2 separate regions of the Danio rerio genome follow, and region 2 is linked to region 1. A link is a contact called in public Hi-C data. All regions are on one chromosome and are shown on one strand. The core of a region is the stretch at or near the end of the contact, and the rest is flanking DNA. Distances in the headings are between cores, read along the strand shown. Region 1 has its middle 62 kb from the start of etaa1b. Region 2 holds the start of meis1b (Meis homeobox 1 b).

Region 1 (5,318 bases), core at 1,180-3,679:
TGCCACAATAGTGTATTTAAATTCAATAGCTCTCTGTAATTCTCTGTTGTGTGCATGCACAGGTTTTATTGTGGATGTTCTTAATTTATACAACAACCAAACAATACAGTGAAATTTGTATGCCATTTTTAGTTTTAAAAAAATTACTGAGGATCAAATATTCGAATATCTGTTCACACCCCTATTAAAAAACTCGTATTTATAAAATAAATTCGTCAGTTTAGTTTTTTTTTTTTTTTTTTTGGCAGCTGGGGTGGCGTAAAAAAAACAAACATAAAATAACATCTATTAAATTACAGACATTTACCGTAAAATAACAGACATTTAAATTACAGAAATTTCCTTAAATGTAAATTTCCGGTAAGTTTCTGTAATTTACCATCTGTTATTTTATGGTAAATATCTGTAATTTAACAGCCAATATTTTACGTTTTTTGTGGCACCCTAGCGGCTGGAAAAGAAAAAACATGAAATAACTTTTTTTTTTTACAGTGTATTATAATGCATTAACTGAGAGATGCCACAATTTTGTTAGCACTTCTGTTTATCAAATTCACCAAATTTTTAAATTATTTTTTTCAGGCTTGTTTATGTTTATTTGGAGACAGCACATTTACTGAGACACTGAAATAGTGTTTTTAAATTTGACCACTCTCTGTGATTCTCCACAATGTATTGAAATTATGTAGTTTGTTTGATTTTTATCAGGTTTTATTTTCTTTATTTGCGGCCACCAAACAAAACGGTGAAATTCAAAAGCGTTATTTATCGAATGATTACTCTAGATCGAGCATCCAAATGTTTGAATATCTGTCATTAGAGAGAAAAAAATAATAATAAAAAATAAAAAATATTTTTAGACATCATTCATTCATTTTCTTGTCAGCTTAGTCCCTCTATTAATCCAGGGACACAGAGGAATGAACCGCCAACTTATCCAGCAAGTTTTTTACGCAGCGGATGCCCTTCCAGCCACAACCCATCTCTGTGAAACATCCACACATACACACTCATACACTATGGACAATTTAGCCTACCCAATTCACCAGTACCGCATGTCTTTGGACTGTGGGGGAAACGGGAGCACCCGGAGGAAACCTACGCGAAGGCAGGGAGAACATGCAAACTCCACACAGAAACGCCAACTGAGCCGAGGTTTGAACCAGCGACCCAGCAACCTTCTTGCTGTGAGGCGACAGCACTACCCACTGCGCCACTGCCTCACCTTATTTATTTATTTATTTTTTTTATTTTTTTCAGACATGTTTATATTTATTTTTTTAGACAACACAATTTACTGAGAGATGCTGCAATAGTGTTTTTAAATTCGGGCACTGTCTGTGATTCTCCACAATAAATTGTGATTACCTAGTTTGCATGCTTAGGTTTTTATTGTGGATTTTATTTATTTACGGCAACCAAACAAAACAGTGAAATTTAAAATAATTTTTATTTATTCAATTAAAAATATATATTTTAAAAATAAATTATATTTATATTTATTTATATAAATATTTATATTTATTTGTAGACAGCACATTTACTGAGACATTGCATTAGTATTTTTTAAATTGATCCCTCTCTGTGATTCTCCACAATATATCATGATTATGTTGTTTGTTAGATTTTATTAGGTTTTATTTTCTTCATTTATAGCCACCAACTAATCCAGTAAAATTCAAAAGCGTTTTTATTTATTGAACGATTACTTCAGATCGAATATCCTAATATACAAGCCATTAGAAAGACTAATAATTAAGTCTTTTAAACTAATAATAAAGTTTATATTCCATTTTAGATAACACATACATCACAGAGAGACGCCGCAATAGTGTTTTTAAATTCGGTCACTCTCTTCGATTATCCACAATAATTTGCGATTACGTTGTTTGGGTGCTCGGGTTTTATTTTCTTCATTTACAACCACCAAACAATGCACTAAAATTCAAAAGCTTTTCTATTTATCAAATAATTACAGCAGAATGCATTTTCCAATGTTCAAATATCTGAGCACCCCTGATAAAAATGTAGCTCGAGTAAGAAAGAAAAACAAAAAATGAGAAGAAAAAAAATCAGACATGTTTATAATATTTATTTTTCGTCAAAACATTCCTAATTGTGCATTTTTTACTTTGGCTATAAATGTGACTATTCTGAAAACCTAGACTGGACCCTCCAAGAACAGTAATCGTATCCTCCTGATCGGTGCCGTGTCTGTATCACAATGAAGGATTTCAAAAGCAATGCCTACAAGTGTTAAGAAAAACCACCGGGAAACTCACCAAGCCATTTGTGTCTGGCCTGAGTTTGAAAAAATACATGTATGTCTGACACCCGCTCCTCTGCGCGCCTGGCTGGAGCCAGCGTGCCGTCACAGGGGATGTTCTCCGCTCTCCAGCCGACCGGCCCTATGAAAGAGAGCCTTGTAGCACTGGGATCATTCCAGCCCTTGGGAGACGCTTGCCGGAGCACAAGATGGCTGCTGCTTAGGGGCTGGGAATGATCGAAAGCCTTTCAAATCCTCACTGCATCTGAGAAACGCCTCCGGACGTGTGGAGATAAAAATGAGCTTGTTCTTCAAAAAAATGTGTTATTAAGAGAGTCTTTTGTAAGCCCGGGCAGCCCCTTCAGTCAATTAGCGTTAGCGCAAATGTTGTGAGCGAATGTTTATTTGTTTTGTTACATAGGAAACCACCGTCATTCAGGGGCAACAAGGGCACTTGCTGGCACAGCCATCAAATGGAGGATTTCCAAGGGGGGACGATAATCGATCTAAATCCTCCTTTTATAATCTTAAACAGTCAGTAAAGAAGTTATGCCATAAGCACTTTGTGGGCGCCTTGTTTGAGTCGAACGAAATCGTTTGAAAGGGCCGTTCTTTATGGATCTCTGGAGGAGCCCAACACATATACACTCGTTTTAACATGCTTTACATGAATTTCTCCGGAGCAGGGGGGGTGAAGGTATTTCAAAACAGCTCAGTTGACAGGCCTGCGATGAGGAACTTGTCGAAATAAATTGAAAATGATCTGCAATGCAAACAAGATCAACGACTTTAGATTTTTTTTTTTTTTTTTTTGACTGCATTCAGACCTGTGCTTTGCATTGTGAATTTGTGTGACTATTTGCAAAACAGTCAAGCTAGAATGTTTTATTGCTGTGTGGATGCCTGATGTTTTATTTTAAAGTCTCATTTGATAACTCTTCTTAAAATATCACTGCAAAAAAACAACAACAACGATATACTCAAAAAATTAAGTTTGATGTTTGTTCTACTTATCTTAAATAAGCTGAAAAGGCTAACACTATCCCGAGTTTTTTTGGGGAAAACTTAATTGTTTTATGTTCAATCCACTTATATTTGTAAAAACAAATAAATTAACTTAATTCCCTCACGTTGTCCCAACACAAATTGCAACTTTTTTGACAGTATAGACTCAAAAACGTATTTTTTCTGCTCATTCAAGCTACTTATTTAAAATGAGCTGAAAAAATAACACTAATCTTGAGGATTTTTTGGGACAACTTAATTTATTTACGTTCACTCCACTTAAAATTGTAAAAACTAGTAGATTCACGGGAGAAGCAGTGGTGCAGTAGGTAGTGCTGTCATCTCACAGCAAGAAGGTCGCTGGGTGAGCCTTGGCTCAGTTGGCGCTTCTGTGTGGAGTTTGCATGTTCTCCCTGCGTGCGCGTGGGTTTCCTCCGGGTGCTCCAGTGTCCCCCACATTTCAAAGACATGTGGTACTGGTGAATTGGGTAAGCTAAATTGTCCAAAGTGTATGAGTGTATGAGTGTGTGTGTGGATGTTTCCCAGAGATGGGTTGCGGCTGGAAGGGCATCCGTTGCGTAAAAACTTGCTGGATAAGTTGGCGGTTCATTCCGCTGTGGCGGCCCCGGATTAATAAAGGTACTAAGCAGACAAGAAAACAAATAAATGAATGATAGTAGATTCACCTAATTCTTTCATGCTGTCCCAACTCAAATCGCAACATTTTTTCATTGTGTACACAACAAACTTATTTTTTCTGCTCATTCAAACTACTTTTTTAAAATAAGCTAAAAAAAAGAACACTATTCTTGAGGACTTTTTGGGACAGCTTAATTGTTTTACGCTCAATCCACCTAAATTTGTAAAACCTAATAGATTCACTTAATTTTTTCACGTCGTCCCTACACAAATTGCAACTTTTTTGACAGTGTACACTCAAAAAAAAATTTTTATGCTTGTTCAAACAAGTTTATTTTAAAAATGAGCTGAAAAAACAACACTAATCTTGAGGATTTTTTGAGACAACTTAATTGTTTTTACATTCAAACCACTTAAATTTGTAAAAACTGTAGATCAACTTAATTCTTTTACGTTGTGAATATTTTTGCAATGTAGCACGTTTGTTAAAAAAAATACTGTAATAATCACAATATAAAATATTTGGTGGTTCTTTTAAGTGTATAAAATCTACCATTATTGCCTGTATTGAATTTAGAAGACACACTGAAGTCTGGAAGAGCAGATTTATTTTACTGTATGTCATTTTGCAAGATACAAAAAGGACAACTTAATTTTTTATGTTCAATCCACATAAATTTGTTGATTTAACTTTATCAATTTGTGTTGGGACATGAATAAATTGTGTGGAACCCTGCATTTTTTAGAGTTCTTGAGTTTTTTTTTTTTTTTTTTTTTGTGGGACAACCTAATTGTTTTATGTTTAATCACTTAAATTTGTAAAAATGTATAGATTAACTTAATTCTTTCACATTTTGCCAGCACAAATAGCATCATTTTTGTCAGTGTACACTCAAAAATGTTTGTTTTATGCTCGTTCAAACAACTCAATTAAAAATAAGCTGAAAAAACAACACTATTCTTTAGAATTTATTGGGACAACCTAATTGTTTAAGTTCAATTTACTTAAATATGTAAAAACTAATGAATTCACTTAATTATTTCACGTTGTCGCAACACAAAATGCAAAATTTTTGCAACATCTACACTCAAAATAGTATCTTTTTTGCCCTTTATTTAAAATAAGATGAAAGAATAACACCTTTTGGTGTGTGTGTGTGTGTGTGTGTGTGTGTGTGTGTGTGTGTGTGTGTGTGTGTGTGTGTGTGTGTGTGTGTGTGTGTGTAAATTAAACTTATTTTATCTTTAGTCCACTTAAATTTTTAAATTTGACGAATAAATTAACGTAACTATTTCACATTGTCCCAACACAAATCACAACATTTTTGACAGCGTACACTCAAAAATGTTTTTTTATGCTTGTTCAAACTTATTTAAAATAAGCTGAAAAAAAAAACAATTTTTGAGG
Region 2 (5,318 bases), core at 1,521-4,020, 250 kb before region 1:
ACCGATTAGGAGATTTTGTATATTCACACACTGCGCATTTTGCAAACACTTGAAACACACTAAGAGCATTATAACCAGGCAGTGGCAAGATCAAGAAAAAAGTTATAGCCTGCTGTTTTATCCCAGCGCGTCTTACCCATTCCCGATAGTCTTGTAAGTTTCAGGCAGTTGTCAGTAGTGGAGAAGGCAGGGTTCACTGCTGACTGGCCCCTGGTCGCGGATTGCTGCGGGGGGATATAAAGGATGACCTCCGTTTGACTTCTGAACCACAGCGGCATGTTGCTTTCAATAGCGACTTAGAGAGAGAAAGATTCAAATGAATAACAAATATTGAGGCAGAATGGGAACATTCTTGCATTAAACATCTAGATGGCATCACGCGTTCTTGTTTTTTTTAGATTAAAGCTAAATTTTGTGTCTGGTAGATGAAACTGCCGAATTGTCGGGATGACACTAATACAAAAAATATATATTGTATATGGTACTTCATACTCTAACTTATATGTACAACATACTAGCTGTTCCTAGCTATATAATTTGGTGTATTTATATCTAAATATTAAATTAATTTGCTCAAATTAAGCCAAATTCAAACACTTTGAAATAAACTCAACCTCTTTGCGTAAAGTTGTACAATTTTTCTCAGTGATGCATATGCTCCATCTTTTTCAGTTTATAATGCATCAGTCGCACTCAGTTCAATTCACTCGGTTAAATTTCGGACTTGTTTTTAGACTTTCTTTTTGATTTTACGTTCAATGATTCACATCTCTTTCTTAGCCCAAATTATCCTAAATGATGGCATTAACTCGGTGATGCGTGGTGCAATCTGCTGACCCTCACTAAAAGGCAACCTAAACAGTGAAAGTCCATGCCCTCATTGTGCTCTATAGCGTCCTTTTATAGATGCTAATTGAAGGAACTTAATTACTTTATAATGCTATTCTGGTTCTGTGACAGCAGTTAAGCGTTTGGGTAAGCACAGCTTTCATGTCATCCCGTTTGCTTCTCACATAATTGAGACAAACGCAAAACTATTGTTAAGACTACAAACATCAATAAAACAAATAAGTTTACTCAATGTACATCCAATTCATTATATGTTGTTACGTACATAATTAGGTGAAATTGTTAGACATATTTAATGAACAGTAATTAAGATAAACTAAAACTATATATTTGTTTGGAGACGTTCTTAAGATAAACAGTGCAACTACTTACCGACAAACGCGTGCGTGTTTATCTGTGGTTCTAGTCGTATATCTGTAATATATCTGTTGCATGAATCCTTCTTTCATTTGTGTTTAAGTCCACATCAGATCCGTCGCCCGCGCAGCGCGCACCCTTGGTTTGCCGAGCGCTTTGGGGATTTGATAGTAATTTCATGCCTGTAAATGTGCGCGCCGGATCCTGTCGCTGCTCTTCTGCGGGAAACGGGGGTCGTGTGATGCTCACGGCAGCTGATAAGACACTGTTGCTCGCATTAATCGCTTCTGATCGATGACAGATGCTCCTCTGACAAACTTCATACACCTTGTCACCGGGTCAGTTGTATTGGCCACAATGGAGCGCTTCAGACTACATCAATCAGTTTTTGTTTAAAGCCTCTTATAGCATTTTATGGAAGATGTAATATTCATAAAACAACCATCTCGATTTATTTAGGGGCTTGTACTTTAAATGTAACTCAGCACAAGTGACCTCTCCAAAATGTTAACGTAAAAGGTCGTACACACTAGCATTAAAATGCATGGTAAAAGTTGTATCCACTAGTTTAATTATAAATATTGATAGAGAGGCACAAACTAAACATTGCAAATTGCACATGTATATACACAAATAAGAATATTAAAACAAACATTTACTTTTATATCTTGAAAAAAATAATTGTGTCAGTGGCTACAATGTGTGTTAGATAGAGAATGACTGTGCTAGAGAGTGAGCATTAGAATAGACAAAACAGAATATGGAGACTACATTTTCCCTCCAGATTACAATATTTTCATTCCACCCTTTCTTCATTTATGGAAGCATATCAACCGATAAATTAATGATTGATCATTCTTTGCACCAATAGATGGCTTGATTCACTGTAACACACTTTCATTGGACACTGCACCAAACTCCTAAGATCCTACAGTAAGTGGATGAGCCCATTCACAAATGGCGGGGGTGTTTCGGCTGAGAGCGCGGCACATCACCGCTGAAGTACAGCGTATGCTGTTCCCGAGTAATGATGTTTGCGTGAAATGTGAAGTATATAGACATGTTGTGAAAACAATATTTCGTGTTATTAGTGCAGAACATCCCATTTGCAAGGGCTTTCGCGTAAAAGTACACACATAACGTATGGGGAAACTTAATTACGCACCTTAAAAAGGGTATCCAAGTTTCTCTACTATTGTAAATAGTTTAGCGTTCTCCATTTCGGATACCCATATCAGAGCTTATAATAAACATAAGCGATGTTGAGAATGGGTCCACGCTCCCTTTGTTATCATTATGTTTTTATGTAATGATTTATAAAGGTTAGACTACTATTGTATGCATTGGCGTGCATTACGCACGCATTGCTATCCAAGGGAAACAACCAAAAGCACAACGCGGTCTCTGCGTGTTATTCCTCGGTTCGTGCTGAATCGTGGAAGTGGTCTGCGCTTTTCTGCGTCCCACACATTTCACCCCCCTGCTTTAGCAGGAACTTGATGTAGCCCATCGCATTGTGCAAGACGCGACCTGTTATGGCCACCACTACTTCCGGGTTTCAGCAGTCTGGTCCAGATTCAGCTGCTGAGCCGCGTTCAACACACACTCATTGTACACAAACGGGGAAAGGCAGCTCGCAGCATCGATCGTGGCTCCTTTAAGAAAAACTAAGCCAGAATTATCAGCCCACCTCCTCTTGATCTCATTTAGAAGCTATTGCATAAAAAATCAACTCAGGAGCCGAGAGTGATCAAAGAAACGAGAGAGAGCTTCATTTTTGTGCATTTGAGTAGTATTCTCGTTAGGGGTGCTAACCAGTGGAAGCGCGCGGAGGATCATCATTCATTCAGCACTTTGACAAGCTCGCGTTTGATTGATTGACAGCCGGAGTGGCAAAAAGCCATGAGATGCGTTAGTTTTGTCTGAGGGGCTATTTTCATACAGCTTTGGAAAAGAAGATTTTGCTCGATCCTTGTCGCTGTCCAGGGGAAAGAACGCGAAGGGGACCTATCGCTGAACGCGTCTGGCTGAACTTGCGGTGAAGGACTGGCTTCACATCGCTCGCTCGAAACAGGCATTTGGATTTTTTGGGCAAAACATATCCCACATTTGGAATTTGCGTGTTTATTTCCCATTCACCCTGGCCTCATAGGGGATATATTTTTGACTAAAGGAAGACGAGGGAGTGTGGAGGGCGATGGCGCAGAGGGTACGTATCCCGAAAAGTTTCTTCGACTCCGTATTGTTGAATGCAGTTGGAAATACTGAAACGTGGCCGATGACAGCCTCGCAGTCAAACTTTCTCTTCCTTTGACTTCTAGTTTTCACATTCAACTTTACATCGCTCACTTTCATGCACCCCTTTGTGTATAGTGTTTTGTGTGTGTGTGTATGTGTGTGTGTGTGTGTGTGTGTGTATGTCAATTTAGGGGGAAAATGATACTCTCTAATTAAGTTTGACAGGGAGCATTCCTAATTTTATAAACTATTGCCAGTTTTTACAGTACGCGTTTATTTAATCTTTTCATAAAGCAGAAACATTTAAAATAAAAATTAAACTAGCTGTTTGAACAAGTCAGCTCTATTAATAAAAGTTATTATAATGCTTGTTATGATAACATACTATGCAGGAATATTAATAGGACGCAAAATTTATTTAGCCGTATTATTTTTCAATTTTGTGTAATAACAATACTTTCAAACAGCATTAGAGTGAAACTCTTGTGCGCTTCGACTTGTAAAGTTGACATTTACTAGTTGGCGACTTCTTTGCATTTGTAATCAAAAGTAAACAATCACAAAGTAGATTTCATCGCAACCCTCCGACCTTTTGCTTTTGATGGTAAAACTATAACAGCACCCTGCTGTCCTGCTAACACCTCTGTATATTTAGAAGGCAGATGTAATGTTTTCATCATCAGACTTTCTAAACAGTGTAATAAAACTTAAAATAACGACCATGATTAAGTATTAAAGTGTCACTGATACATTATTCGAAATAAATTAATCAAATATTTCATTTAAAAGCCACGGATGAACAATGTAAATTTGAATTTAATTAAACTAATTCTAAAAGTAGCCTGCTACGTGTGATTATATTTTAAAATGCGTAAAATAAGTATAGTTTGACAACAATATAATCAACAATAAATTACACAGTTATTACATGCTTACTACATTACCTATAACTTAAGTTTGAACTGTGGAAATAAAAATGAAAATAATAGGGACACAACTATGTTGTGCTACTCGTCATGTTTTGTGATGATCACAATAAAGCATTATTCCATATGCCGGACACTGTTTTCTAAATCTCCCTGTTTCAGTCTAATTTAAAAAAATAACATGCTAGTTTTTTGTTGCAATAAATAGCATGTTTGCACGTAGTGTTACAACCACAAAACACCGCTTACATATTTAGTTAACACCAAAACAAAGTGTTTTCATTTCGCAAAAGTCGTAGTTTTTTTCCCTGGGAACATCTAAAGTAGACCCAGTTTATATTTTCTTTCAGTGTATATTTTATGCATTCTGTAAGTGGAAAAAAAAAGTGACAACCTGGGAATATTGCCATTCGTGTGTGTGCAGTACGAAGATATACCCCACTATGGGATGGACGGAGTAGGAATCCCGAGCACGATGTACGGGGACCCGCACGCCGCCAGATCCATGCAGGCTGTTCACCTGAATCACGGGCCCCAGCTCCACTCCCACCAGTACCCGCACACAGCCCACACCAACGCCATGCCGCCCAGCATGGGCTCATCCGTCAATGACGCTCTAAAAAGAGATAAAGACTCCATTTACGGGTACGTGTAGATAGCCAAGACATATATTTTATGATGAAGTTTGCCAATAACACATTATTGGACTCGTAATAGTTTGTGAAAACTCGAGGCGCCATTACTGTTTAATCTAAGTTTTTGTTTTGTTTTAAATATTTTTTGTTCTTCTTGTTTAGATTAGTTAATCATTTAAAATGTTTGCTTTGTCCGTTTTGTCTCTATATGTTGATAAATAGGTTGTATATATTTTTTGTTGTTGATGATTTTCAAAATTCAAGCTATTTAGTAGTTTACTACTATAATATTTTGTTTGCTAAGTATTGTATT

The links. Hi-C and Micro-C count contacts between places; a contact is called where the count stands out from the background.
Region 2: a Hi-C map of hematopoietic stem cells shows a contact between it and region 1, with 5 times the contacts expected there. The contact joins the promoter of meis1b here to the enhancer-like site in region 1. A contact is called at or near these places in 3 of 18 Hi-C or Micro-C datasets (caudal fin, fibroblasts and hematopoietic stem cells) and 2 of 4 datasets of contacts at active chromatin or transcription factors (caudal fin and embryo).

The regions. Positions count from the first base shown.
Region 1 is chr13:5,328,447-5,333,764 of GRCz12tu, reverse strand. It overlaps a transcript of meis1b not described here. Among named protein-coding and RNA genes, the nearest start is that of etaa1b, 62 kb to the right of the region's middle. Within about 2 kb of position 2,429, at least 13 of the 62 cell types and tissues checked have an H3K27ac peak or open chromatin away from gene starts, as enhancers often do.
Region 2 is chr13:5,578,492-5,583,809 of GRCz12tu, reverse strand. meis1b (Meis homeobox 1 b) reads left to right here and starts at 2,770. Exons shown (of 13, transcript NM_131893.2): 1 at 2,770-3,415; 2 at 4,795-5,015. The coding sequence starts at 3,404.